Regions from separate parts of the Danio rerio genome. Here region 1 is linked to region 2. A link is a contact called in public HiCAR-type data. All regions are on one chromosome and are shown on one strand. Each heading gives the region's core, a stretch centred on a gene start, on an enhancer-like site or on the middle of the called end of the contact. The rest is flanking DNA. Distances are from core to core; before and after follow the strand shown.

What was found. HiCAR-type assays count read pairs that join an accessible place to other places.
Region 1: a contact with region 2 is called in a HiCAR-type map of caudal fin, with 5 times the contacts expected there. The contact joins the promoter of oaz1b here to the promoter of tmem38b in region 2. A contact is called at or near these places in 2 of 4 datasets of contacts at active chromatin or transcription factors (caudal fin and embryo).

Annotation. Positions count from the first base shown.
Region 1 is chr21:877,739-885,103 of GRCz12tu, reverse strand. It overlaps oaz1b (ornithine decarboxylase antizyme 1b), which reads right to left and starts at 2,456. Exons shown (of 5, transcript NM_194432.3): 1 at 2,242-2,456. The coding sequence starts at 2,369.
Region 2 is chr21:764,376-771,341 of GRCz12tu, reverse strand. tmem38b (transmembrane protein 38B) reads left to right here and starts at 1,324. Exons shown (of 8, transcript NM_200176.1): 1 at 1,324-1,607. The coding sequence starts at 1,484.

The DNA.
Region 1 (7,365 bases), core at 1,207-3,706, 110 kb before region 2:
TAATTTAATTTAGAATTAAACCATTTTATTAATGTATTTTTGTCTTTTTAAATTTAATTTACAATTAATTTAAATAATTTTATTAGTTTATTTTAGTCTTTAAATTTAATTTACAGTTAATTAAAATCATTTAGTCTATTTTAGTTTTTTAATTAAATTTACAATTTATATAATTTTATTAGTTTATTTTAGTCTTTTTAAATTTAATTTACAATTAATTTAAATAATTTTATTAGTTTATTTTAGTCTTTAAATTTAATTTACAGTTAATTAAAATAATTGTCTATTTTAGTTTTTTTTTATTAAATTTACAATTTATATAATTTTATTAGTTTATTTTAGTCTTTTTAAATTTAATTTACAGTTAATTTAAATAATTTTAATAGTTTATTTTAGTCTTTAAATTTAATTTACAATTAATTTAAATAATTTTATTAGTTTATTTTAGTCTTTTTTATTTAATTTACAGTTAATATAAATAATTTTATTAGTTTATTTTAGTCTTTTTTTAAATTTACAGTTAATTTAAATAATTTTATTAGTTTATTTTAGTCTTTTAAAATTTAATTTACAATTAAATTTAATTCACTTTTAGTTGTTTTTATTAGTCTTTATTTTTAGTTTTTGTGATTTCCAAAGTGTTTTTTTAAGAGTGTTTAAGCATTTTGTTTTTAGATCTTTCCAAAAGATTTACTTCACTGTCATTTTTATAACGTAAAAAATGCAACCAGGGATTATTATCTAGTGGTGATCTGTTATTGGCGTTAACGCGAGACTCTTATCACCGTTAACCTATTCTCAAAGTTCGGTTGGGAGCTGTGTCCACACCAGCCAACACTCCCGTTTTTCCCGGTATATTTCAGACTCATATCCCGTTTTGTTATGTCTCCCGGAATTTCGTGTCGCACATCCACCCCCTCTTCCCACTCTTCAATGTTATGGTTTTAGTTCATTATAATATGCCTGAAAATAGCTTGCTGTATTTTATGCAACAATTTATTTAGATTTAAAAAAAAAAATCAATAGCATTTTGTTTCTTTTTCTTCAATCTGTGTCATTCAGACAATACAAAACACAATAAATACACACAATATAGATTTATAAATCCTTCTAAAAACAATCATGTGTGAACACAATAATAAAGCAAATCAGAAATAGATTATGTGAGTGCCAAATTTAAATAAAATAGTAGAACATGTTGGACTGGACAAATCCTGTGTAGAACAGGATAAAAATAATAATTATTTAAAATAAAATGAGAAATTAAGAGCTACAGCTGAAAAACAGACAGAACAACGGTAATTTCTTACTAACGTATTAACAAAAACACTAATGAGTGAAAACATCAGCACTATCAGCACACATTCACACACAAAGACCAACAAAAACATGCGGTTCAAGGTCACGTGAAAAAATAATAACCAAAAAATGGTGACGTCATGACGTTTCATAACAAAAATTTTGCACTTCCAGAAAATAATACACGACTTTCCTATGGGTTACTGTGAAATATTAAATATGCATTTAAAGTAAAACCACGACTACAATTATATAGATTTAATAATAATTTGACAAACAGAAAATAACGCTCGATTGTTAGCAATAAAACCAAAATAAGCCAAAATCAGGAGAAACACCCCTTTAACACCCGAAAGTGGCGTCGGCGCGATCAAAGCCTCGAATGTGGTGACGTCACGGCGTTTTAAAATGTGACGTACGTGTGAAAATCTAGGCCCTCGACGTCAAATCTCACAACATGAGCACATTATAAACAATTTAACCGAACAAGAGCCTTTATAATCTAATATTAATCTACAATACAGCAATTCGCGTATAATCGTTATGAGATCAAAGCGGCCTCGTGAACGCGCGTTTAAAGGGCTACGCTCGATTGTGAAGATGCTAAGCAGAGGATTTAACCGAAATGAATGAAAGTTTGACATGTTAACACGACATGACTGATGGATGGGCGATTTTAACGCGTTTAGATGCTCGTGTGTGGAATGTTTGCGGATTTGAAGAGCTGTCGCAGATATGCTGAAGAGATGCCGTTAGCATTAGCATTAACGTTAGCCTACAGGCCCCAAGAGGAAACCGACCACCGTTAAACCGTTTTTAAACCCTTATTCAGGACGACAAGTGTCGAAGTGATAAGCGTATGCTGTCGTTAAACCGGAAACGAGCATGTTTTTATCTGTGGTCGAGTGTTGACGGGCTGTTTTTAGAGGATTGTCGTCTCACCTCGCCATCCTGTCGGTAATACTGGAACTGAGCGCCTCCATGATGCTGCTCTCGCACTGTTTCTTTCCTTCTTTTTCGCGGGCAAAGCAATGACTGTTTAGGATGCGCTGGAGGTTGGATTTTACCATCCGGCCTCGGGAGGTTTCACGGCGGCCTGTGCGCTCGGCTGCTGTCGGCAGTGAGTCTGTGGAGCGCGGAGGCGGAGACGCGCACAAAAACACAAACGCGCTACTATGGCGAAGGCGGAGCTCATTAATATGCATGAGGTTGCCATTGCTGCCTTCGGTGACAGTTTAGCGCTAGAAGGGATACAGCCGCGGCCAAAGTTAACGAGAATTATGTGTATTACTTATTAAATTACCAATTAGTTGTATTTTTATTAACGTCTTCCCCTTCCCAAACCCTCATAGTAATGTTAAAACAGTAATCATTACGATAAATATTTATCAAATTATCCGTTAATAGTACTTTATTTACATATACCCTAAACTCAACCCTTATAGCAATGTAATATTATTTATTAAAAAACGCATTAAATTTGAATTTATAAACATCTACCCTTACCTAAAACCCCCAGGGTCATGTAAAAATATTAATTATTGTTGTAGTCGTGTCACAAAAAATATGCTATATTAATGTATCCGCAGCTGTATCCCATCTAGACTTTACCCGGGCATTGCGGCTGTTTCTTGAAGGGATACAGCTGCGGCCGGAATTAAACGAGAATTAATTATTAAATTAAATATTAATTGTATTTTATTCACGTCTACTCTGAAGCCAACATTCATAGTTCTAAAAAATAGTAATTATACTGATTATTATTTATTAAATTACCAATTATATCGTATTTCATTGACGTCTACCCTAATAGTTATATACAAATATGAATTATTGTTATACAGTGTTACAAAAATCATGCTTTATTAACGTGAGTGTCCGCAGCTGTATCCCATCTAGACTTTACCGTGACCGGGTGGTGAGTGTCACGTGACAAAGATGATTATTATTCATGAAGAGCGTCTTCAGCCAGTCAAATCGCGTGCCTCATTAATATTCATGAGCCGATCGCCTTCGCTATAGTAGGCTCGACAGACGCGTTTGTTGAGAGTGGAAAATTACTGAGAGGAAGCGAATGTAGATTTGCGTTTGAAAGAAGGGTGTGAGTGTTTGTGTGTGTGTGTGTTATGATTGCGTTATGCATCTGCAGGTCACACAAAAAGAAACTTTAGAGGAGATTAATCTTTCATGTCTTGCACTTTATGAAGAGATCTGCATGTGCACTGTTGCTAGGTTTATTATATTAGATTGCATGGTGTTTTTCAACGTGTAAGACAGTAATAAGGACATTTGAATTGGATGGATTTTATTAAGTTTGATGATATATAACTGATTTCACAGTACTGTCTGATATCAGTTCACCAAAAAAAAAAAACAATGATATTCTGTCATCATTTCCTCTCTCCTTACAAAGTTTGAGTTTTTCTTCCGTTGAGCACAAAAGAAGATATTTTGAAAAAAGTTGGAAACCTGTAACCATTGACTGCCATATAGTATTTGTTTTTTCCACTATCAAAGTCAATGATTACAGGTTTCCAGCATTCTTCAAAACATCTTCTTAAGTATTTAACACTAGAAATAAAACCTCATTAAGGTTTATATCCACTTAAATAGCGTGTAAATAGTTCAAGTTTCATTTTTTTGTGGTAAACTATCCCTGGCCCGTAGCCAGCCAGGTTAAAGAAGTGGTTCTTTTTCTCAAAAAGTGGAGCTTTCTGCAGTTATTCGCCCATTTTAGTGACATTTTAAGCACTATTTAAGCACTACTTTAAGCACTATTTTAAGTATGATACAAAATATTTCCTAAAGATTTAAATAAAGAAATTTGAAATACTACTTATTTTTAAAATACATATTTATTGCATCATATATCATAAAGAAAAACATTTGGAAACTGTAGTCTATTGTCATTTAATAGCCAAATAACAAATTGCACTTTTCTTAGTTTGACTATTTGAAAAGAAAAATAAAACATTAAAAGTAGTAGTAATAGTAGTTATAATAATAATAATAATAATAATTATTATTATTATTATTATAATAATGTAGAACTTTACAGTTTTCCTAGTCTCTCTTGTAAAAAATGTACATTTGAAAATTAATGGATAACAACAATCGCCAACTTGGTTTTTAAATCAATTTCAATATGGTCCACTTTTGGTCCTTCACACCTTTTCTGTTTTAAGCATAAGGTCCAAGATTTAGAATTAAGGTTACTTGTAGAATGTTTTCTCTGTTTAAAAACAATACAGCAGCAAAAGATGACCACTTTCGTCAGATTGTCAAATGAAAATATTGGTTAGCATTGGCCAACACTGCACTTTCAGCTATTCAATGAAGCGACAGACAACAGAGGACTCCGCTTGGTCTTAAATCCTTTTTCAATTCACCATTTATGATGGCATAGCAGTCAAAATAGGACAAATGAGCTCATATATGGGACAAATTCTGGACCTTTGTCAGTGAGGAGTGGGTCTTCCGAACCACCCACTGGCTACGGGCCTGTACCCCTATAATGTTTGTGTATTATCCATTGTAATAATAATATATTGTGTGTTTGTGGCTAAAGCAGGCCCGTAGCCAGCCTGGTGTAAGGGGTGATTCTTTTTATTCTCAAAAAGTGGACATTTTGCACACATTTGCCTGATTTTCTATTTAGTTATGAGATTTAACTACTGCATTTTAGTGACATTTTAAGCACTATTTTCAGCTTGTCGTGATGTGGTCATCATAACCACAATTTTTGATCTACCAAAAATATTTCCTAAAGATTTAGAATAAAGAAATGTGAATATACTTATTTTTAAAATACATATTCGTTGCATCCTATATCAGCCTGCTGTCATTTATTAGGAAAATAACAAACTGCCCAGCACAATCAACTGTCCTTAGTAAGAATTTGGCCATTTGAATACAATATATTAACAATAATAATAAAAAAATAATGGCACAGTGGGTAGCAAGATTGCCTCACAGCCAGGATGTTGCTGGTTCAAGTCTCGGCTGGGTCAGTTGAAGTTTCTGTGTGGAGTTTGCATGTTCTCCCAATGTTGGCGGGGGTTTCCTCGGTTTCCCCCACAGTCCAAACACATGCACTATAGGGGAATTGATGAACTAAACTGACCATAGTGTAGGAGTGTGTGTGTGAATGAGTGTGTATGGGTGTTTCCCAGTGACAGGTTGCAGTTGAAGAGGCATCCGCTGTATAAAAAACATATGTTGGATAAGTTGGTGGTTCATTCTGCTGTGGAGACCCTTGATTAATAAAGGGACTAAGCCGAAAAGAAGATGAATGAAATTGTCTGTATGTATGTGTGTGAATAAAAGTGTATGGGTGATTCCCAGTGATGGCTGATGACAGAAATTTAGTCTCCTTAATAAAGTTTAATAACTTAGTTTAACTTTCAGACAGGCAGCTCAGAGAATCATCAGCATGACTACAAGCAAATAAAACACTTGAAGAATAACAGCATATTTTGATGACGCAGTCATCTGGTTCCTCTGGCCTGAAATCTCCCCTGTGTTGCTGCTGGTGCAGAGGTTAAAAAACTGCTGGTGCAAATGATATACAGGTAATTTAGTCACAAAGCTCACGATCTGCACATCACTGAACACACACTGAGGGTTTTACTGCATTCTCTCAATTCTTACTCTGTAATCACTCAGCATGCACGAGTTACTGAGATCATGAAATCTCTGGCTGCACATTATTTACATCATCCATGCCAAAGGTAAAAATGACTCGCCCTCCTATTATATTTTACTTTTAATTCATATTTTAATGTAAATGTAGTTCTTTGAAAAATATTTCTTAAGTGCTCTTTAAAGGAGAGACTTCTCAACACAAACTGACTATTTATAGTGAGTTAGGAATCATCCGATTGGTGCATCATGTGTTAGCCAATGCGGGACCAGCTTTGGTCAATCATAAACACGTGATCCTCAAGAAATTAGTTTAGAAATAAACTTCACCTAATAACGGATTTATTTTCTCTTTGCCATGATGACAGCACATAATATTAGACTAGATATTCTTCAAGACACTAGTGTTCAGCTTTAAGTGACATTTAAAGGCTTCACTAGGGTAATTAGGGTAAACCTTTATTAACTTCATTACACAAGTGTTTAGATCATTAAGTATTTCACGTGATTTTCCTTTAGCTCAGTTCCTTTATTCATCAGGGGTCGCCACAGTGGAATGAACCACCAACTATTCCAGCATAAGTTTTACACAGCGGATGCCCTTCCTGCTGCAATCCATCACTGGGAAACACCCTTACACTTCAATTCCCCTATAGCGCATGTGTTTGGACTGTGGAGGAAACCGTAGCACCCGGAGGAAACCAACACCAACACGGGGAGAACATGCAAACTCCACACAGAAATGCCAACTGACCAAGCCGGGACTTGAACCAGCGACCTTCTTGCTGTGAGGTGATTGTGCTACCCAATGTGTCACCATGTCACCCTGTTATTAAGTATTCAAATACCAAATTAATGTTAAATATGATTATTAAATGTTATTAGCCCCTTTCACACAGGGAGACCGGTAAACATCCGGAAAATTTCCAGAACGACTTTACCAGTAAGTAGACACTGTTCACACACAGGCAAGGACATTGTGGAATTTTTCCGGGAAAGACCGTTCACACATCCATTCCAGAATAGCAGTAAATTCTGACATCATTAAGCACTATCTGTGTTGTATTTGCTCTGTATCTGTATTTTGAACTGTCTGGAGCCAGCACCTAAGCTTTTCACTCATCATAGCTCACATGCTGCTGCTGATGTGACAATAAAAGTGATTTGATTTGATTTTGAAATGTTTGTAAACATTTGACTACATTACAAACAAACAGTATTGCAAACAACTTCAATAAAAAACATATACAGACATTCCACAAGTATAAAATGAGCATTATAGGAACAAAAAAAAATCCAATCTGGGTATGAAATTTGTTTAATAAACATAAAATAAGAAATCATAATAAAAGCTTACATTAACATGACTATAAACTATGAAAAAGACACTTAAACATTATCATATATGAAAACAGAAGGGAAAAT
Region 2 (6,966 bases), core at 75-2,574:
GTCAAGTGACATTGTTTACATAAAAGAAATAGATTCATTTACTTGAAACATTTCATTTTAGTTAGGGTTTTTTTTTTTTTTTTGTAGCTTAACAATAAAACAAACAAAAAAGGTTGCGTCAAATTAGAAATGACGATCTCTTTTAAAGGCATTTGTCCCAAGCCTCTCCATCCTTCTCACTTTCTTCTCAGATGGGATGGTGGGCCAAATCAAAGGTTACAATGGGCCAACTTTGGCCCGGGGGCCCTTATTTGGGCATCTCTGATCTAAACAGTCTCTGGGTCAATGCGTGTAAAGATTTTGGACATCTCCTTGGACACTTTTAATGCTTCCAAACAGTTTGCTGCATTTATAAATCGCCCATGTCTTACTGTAGTTCATTATGAGGAGATTTACCTTTTATGTGTGATTTGATTTGTCAGGCATCACAGAACTGATTTTTGTAATCCCCATAGACAGGAAAAAACAGTAGTGACTGCAGGTTGAAGGACAGTAGTGGAGTAAAGTACCAATACTGCAGTAAAATGCACTAGTAAAAAGTATCTTTCAAAACTACTTAGTAAGTTACAATTCCTGAGAAAACCCACTCCATTACAGTAGTTTAATTAAAAAAAAACTTTAAAAGTAAATTTTAAAAGTAAACCCATTTACTTGTTCTTTTTTCATTCTTTTAAAACATGTTTTAACACACTTTAATCAGTTTTTAATCATTTTTATTGCTTGTTTTTTAATTTTCTCATACTTCTTTTTTATTCTTGTTTATGTATAGCTCTTTGAATTGCCACTGTGTATGAAATGTGCTATATAAATAAACTAGCTTGCTTAATTTGAGTATTTGCTATTAGTTTCTTTACACCACTGATAATAACCTGCTGTACCTGAAGTGACCAATCTGTTTTCTCAAAAGGTCGATTTGTGCATTATTTATTGTGTTATATGTGTATTTGTCGATGTATTATTAAAATTAGGCTCACCATTATGCTCTTGTTCAGTCTGCTAACACATTCAGCATCTGATTGTCACATGGGGGGTCAGTTTGGACCTACAGACTTATTTAATTTAGTGTTTATAATTTAGAGCAAACTGAAATCTGTCTAAATCAGATAATGAAAGCCCGATGCTTTAATAAATACCATCATAAATCACGAACTACAGCACTTTCAATGTACCACACTAAGAATATAACGTGTCAGGCTAGTGTTTGCTAGAGCTTTGTTTTGAAATAGTTGTGAAAGTGAAGTTGTGGCTTGTGCGCGCGCGCGCGCGCGTTCCCGCTCAGCATCCGCAGCAGTAATGGCGGCGGATCCGGTTACCGCTCCAGTCAGCTGTTGATCAGCTGGATTCATTCTGTGTCGGAGCATCTGCAGACTACAAGCGTCCAAAACCAAACATCCAAACACACCGGTAACCTGAACCGAGTCCACGGGCGCGCGGCCGACAGGATTAAAGCGCGTTCATGACGGAACACTGAAGCGGCTCAGTTATGGATGTGTTTGCGTTCTTCAATCTGAACGAGCTCGCATTTGGGCTGTCAAAACTGCCAATGTTCCCGTATTTCGACATGGCACATTATATTATATCCGTGATGAGTCTGAGGGAACAGCCAGGTAAGAATAAACACGACTAAATCCCTTTAACACACACCTTTCATTCACTTCAGAGAGTCCGAGTCACTTCGACAAACCTCCAGCCCTTATCAGCTATAATGCCACTTATTAATTAGTTTTGTTTATATTTGTGGTCCTAATACTCGTAACTATGCATACAATTTTGTTTGGTAATCTGAAACGCTATCGTTTGGCATCAATAGCGTATATGATATTCACGAAAAATCAAATTATAAAACTATATTACATGTAAATACCTATAAAACTTGTTAGAGGAACTTTGATTGATAAAATTAAGTAAAACGACATTTTATGTTTAATATATGGCATATCTAACACATAAAAGGTGGTTTTATTTCAGTTTACCAAAACAACAATGCTATAACAAGACATTAATATAGTTTTATAAGTATTTATCCTACGGTTGATTCGGTTTTATAAGTACTTCGGTTAATCTGGGAAGGAGCCGCGCATGCGCACACGTGTATAAACAGTCCAGCGCGGCATTGTTTATCAGTGCTTTCCTCATCGTTTGCATTGCTGTGGACACAGAATGAGTGTTAAATTCTCACAGTCATGTTTATGACTGATGATTCTAGACTTTTAGAGCAGGTCAGTGTGTTTAAAGAGTGAAAAGCAGAAGTTGCATGCATTCAAAGGGGAGATAAATATTTAATCATTAACCCACTGTCAATGTTCTCTGTGTGTTTCAACATGTAAATACTCTGCTGCAGTGGCTAGGATGATTACACATGCATACAACCGCTCTCAGGGTGGGGAAAACCAGTCTAGCTTGTCGTTTTGCATTAACCAAACATGCACTTTGCTCTTGTGTGCAGTGACCATCATGTATTTGGGGTAAAGTTAGTTTTATATTCTCACATTCATGCTTTATTAATAATTTAATTTTAGAAAAGTATTCTTTGCAACTTTTAAATGGGAAAATAACATTAGCAGCCAATTACTATCAAAGTACAGCATTGTTTACAGTCTATTCAGTTGTGCTAATGTTGTTTGGCATCAAACTTGCATGCAATTTCAAACCCAATATTCAATATAGTGTGGTACAGAATACAGGAACCACGTCACACCGTGTCAATTTGTTCAAAAGTGAAGAGTTGCATTTTATTCAACTACAGCTGTAATGGCATACTCACCGGCCACTTTATTAGGTACACCTGTACTTCTAATCAGCCAATCACATGGCAGCATCTCAATGCATTTAGGCATGTAGACATGGTCAAGACGATCTATTGCTGTTCAAAGCGAGCATCAGAATGCGGAAGAAAGGGGATTTATGTGACTTTGAACGTGGCATGGTTCTTGCTCCCAAGTATTTCAGAAACTGCTGATCTACTGGGATTTTCACGCGCAACCATCTCAAAGGTTTACAGAGAATGCTCCGACAAAGAGGGAATATCCAGTGAGCGGCAGTTCTGTGGGCGCAAATGCCTTGTTGATGAGGCCAGAGGTCAGAGGAGAATGGCCAGACTGGTTCCAGCTGATAGAAAGGCAACAGTAACTTAAATAAGCACTCGCTACAACCGAGCTCTGCAGAAGAGCATCTCTGAACAGAACACACAACACGGCCAACCTTGAGGCGGATGGGCTACAGCAGCAGAAGAGCACACCGGGTGCCGCTCCTGTCAGCTAAGAACAGGAAACTGAGGCTACAATTCACACAGACTCACCAAAACTGGACAATAGAAGATTGGAGAAACGTTGCTGCTCTGATGAGTCTCCATTTCTGCTGACACATTCAGATGCTCGACTCAAAAACATGAAAGCATGGATCATCCTGCCTTGTATCAGCGGTTCAGGCTGGTGGTGGTGGTGTAATGGTGTGGGGGAGATTTTCTTTGGGTCCATTAGTACCAATTGAGCATCAACGCCACAGCCTACCTGAGCATTGCTGCTGACCATGTCCATCCCTTTATGAGCACAGTGTCTCCATCTTCTGATGGCTACTTCCAGCAGGATAACGCAGCATGTCATAAAGCTCAATCATCTCAGACTGGTTTCTTGAACATGACGATGAGTTCACTGTACTCAAATGGCCTCCACAGTCACCAGAGCTCAATCCAATAGAGCAGCTTTGGGATGTGGTGGAACGGGAGATTGGCATCATGGATGTGCAGCCGACAAATCTGCAGCAACTGTGTGATGCTATCATGACAATATGGAGCAAAATCTCTGAGGAATATTTCCAATACCCTGCTGAATCTACACCACCAAGGGTTAAAGCAGTTCTGAAGGGAAAAGGAGTCCGACCCGGTACTATCAAGGTGTACCTAATGAAGTGGCCAGTGAGTGTATATTGCATATTATGCATCCTTTTAAAAAAAGTATTTGGTTTTATTAGATTAATCAAATTATCAGTAAAATAATCATCATCTAAATGACTAGTTGCAGCTCTAGCTGTAGCTCAAGCATGCAGTGTTGCAGTAATGTGCTCTATTGTATCGGAGCAGCAGCAGCTGTTGTTAATTACAGGCTATTTTAGATCTTCGGTGTCTTATTTCCCCTGACCTGCTCTCTCCTATTGTCCTGCACTGGAAATATCTGCAGGGGCAACGAGACTCCACATGTCGGCATGTTCACGCCGAGTTTCAGGTTGAACTTGTTTTTGTTGTTACCTGAAACAGACACACCGACTCCTACTATGGGATTGAGTGCTAGAGCTGCACAATATTGAACAAAGTGGTTGTTTTGTTTCTAAACCTGCCTCATTAGCTATGTTTCCATCCAAAGATGCAAATTAAATTCATGCACAAAACTGGAAGATCTCATAAAATATTAGCTAAAGACGCAGCGTTTCCAGAGAAACAGACGAGCATCACCTCCTCAGCTCCTGCTGCTCCTGCACAGATATCACTGAGAGGAGTGGAGTCTGCTGCACTGTTGGGATTCTCCACTGTGCTGTTTGTTCTCCTCTAATAACTGAGCTGTGCAACGAACGCGGTGAATGCACTCTAAAAAAAAAAATGGGGTTATTTTTTTCTATGCAAATATTGGGTTGAGGCATTTGGGTATTTTTTGGGGGTTATTTTCAGAGTCTTGGCTAGTTTCAACCCAGCTCTTTGGGTCAAATCAACTCATAGCAGGGGCTGACTGGGAGACCACATATTGTGTACGAATTTATTTAAATGCAATAAAATAGTGTAACATAAACACAGATTCCTTGCGTTTTCAGATGATTAAAATGAGATTCATGCCCATAGCAGCCCTTAGTCCATTCTGAAATAATTTCTTACTACCTTTTGTACACCTGTAATCAAAGCTGCACATCCACCACTGTACTTCAGTGATGCCGAGTCAAAACACAATTGCTGGGTCATCTTTCACAGGCATTTTTGGATTAAATTAACCTATGATTTAAGTAAAAATAACCAATTATTGGGTAGAAAAAACAAACCATTTATGGGGTTAAAAACAATAACCCAGTTACTTGGGGTAATTAAACCTCTGATGTGTTTTGTCCCATATTTACCCAGCAGTAGGGTTAAAAACAACCCGATTTGGGTAGTTTTCAACCCTGTGTTTTTCAGAGTGTGGCTTTTGGAGGCGTGAGACGGGAGCACAGACAGATGCTCAAGACAGTTCTGGAGGGAATAATAATATTACTGAAGCACTGTGATGACAGACTGACAGGGGGGCTTAGGCCTTTTACAATCCGCACAACAACATCTCACATCTGCAACAGTGGAAAGCTGCAAACATGGAGAGCTGCAGACCAACATCAATGATGGAAAGACCGTCACACACATTTATAACTGATCAGCATTTGTCAGAAACTAAACCACTGAAGCGCAGATACTGATGCGAAATGCACATGAGAATAGGTCAACAGAAACACAGCTAGTGTTTAGATCACGAGAGGATTAATGAAACAGCAGCTCTACTTCAGGTCAGTTCGTTGGGTTCTGGTCTCCTAAGTGACTTTTGTTCCCTTAAAAGCATGTTTAGCAGGCAGTTCAGCTCTTTTCTCCAAATAAAGACTGTCCTGGAAAAGCCTCCCGTTCCCCAGAGCCGCATGTCACTTCCTGTGTTCAGCCTCATGCATGTTTGATGCCAGCTGGAACTCCTCTGTTTTCAGCTCTCTGACGCTGCTCTTCTTCTCCTGCTTTCTTAAAACTCTTTCAGAAGCATTCTTGGGCAATGCTGTTGTACACAATCTGTATCTGAGCGTAAATCTACACTGTAAAAATGCTGGATTACACACAATTTCCTCATGTAGGGCTACTGGATTATGGGAAAAATCAGTCACAATTAGGGATGTATTAGAGTCATTTAATTTTGAGTATCTACCGAAACCTGGGGCCTGTTTCAGTAAGGAGGTTCAAACAACTCAGAGTTTAAACTTGAACTCTGAGTTGATTTACCGAGAGATTAAAAACTCAGAGTTTTCGGTTACAGAACAGCTGATCTGAGCTGGGTCAATCAACTTCGAGTAGACCAACTCAGAGTTAAGCGCGCACACCGTGACTATAAAAAGGCATTATCAATGGAGCGCAGACATTTCGAGTGACTATGACAATATGTTATAAAAGAGATCAGCATTTCTTTCTCCAGCTGAACTTGATGTTCTCATGCAAAGTTATAGCAAATATGAGCGTATATATTTGAAAAGAAGCAGCCATCAGTGAAGAAGAGACAGTTAGCGTGGGAAAACAGCTGCTCAAGTTAATGCCTAATTTCACTTTTTAAGTATTTAAATATTTAAGTATAATAAAATAAGTAATGTAATTTGTGATGTTTTATATTTTTTTCTAAACTTTTTTATACATTTATTAGTTTTAAATGATTTAATAGTGCACTTGTGTGTCTGCCTTTTTTATTGATCAAGTGATAGAGGCTAATATAACATTTAGAAGGTAAGCAGGACTAAAAATAATTTTTAGAAAGAATAATAATCCCATTAATCTAGTTACAGTGCATATCGAAGGTGGATTCAATTTAATTATTTATTAAAGCATAAGCCATTCTCGTACAGTTCTTCTGTGTGTGACTAAAATGTAGGCAATAGCTATGTTTCCATCCAAATATATTACATAAATGTATGTGCAAAACTGGAATATTAAAAGAAGCAAATAAAATTCCATCCTACGAGTCAAAGAGAAAAAAATTGTCACTTCCTGATTAAACTGGCACCAAATATCATTACCATCGTAGTTTATGCGCACATTTTCTATTGAATAAAAGTTTATCCTACTCAGTTATGTGCGTTTTTTATGCATATTTTAAAAAGTTATGTGCATCATGACGTTTCTATCAATCGTTTTTATGCACGTATCCAAAATGAGCATTAAAATAGGTGTGTGGAAATGTAAGGCTAAGGCGAGAAATACCGCTGCATCTT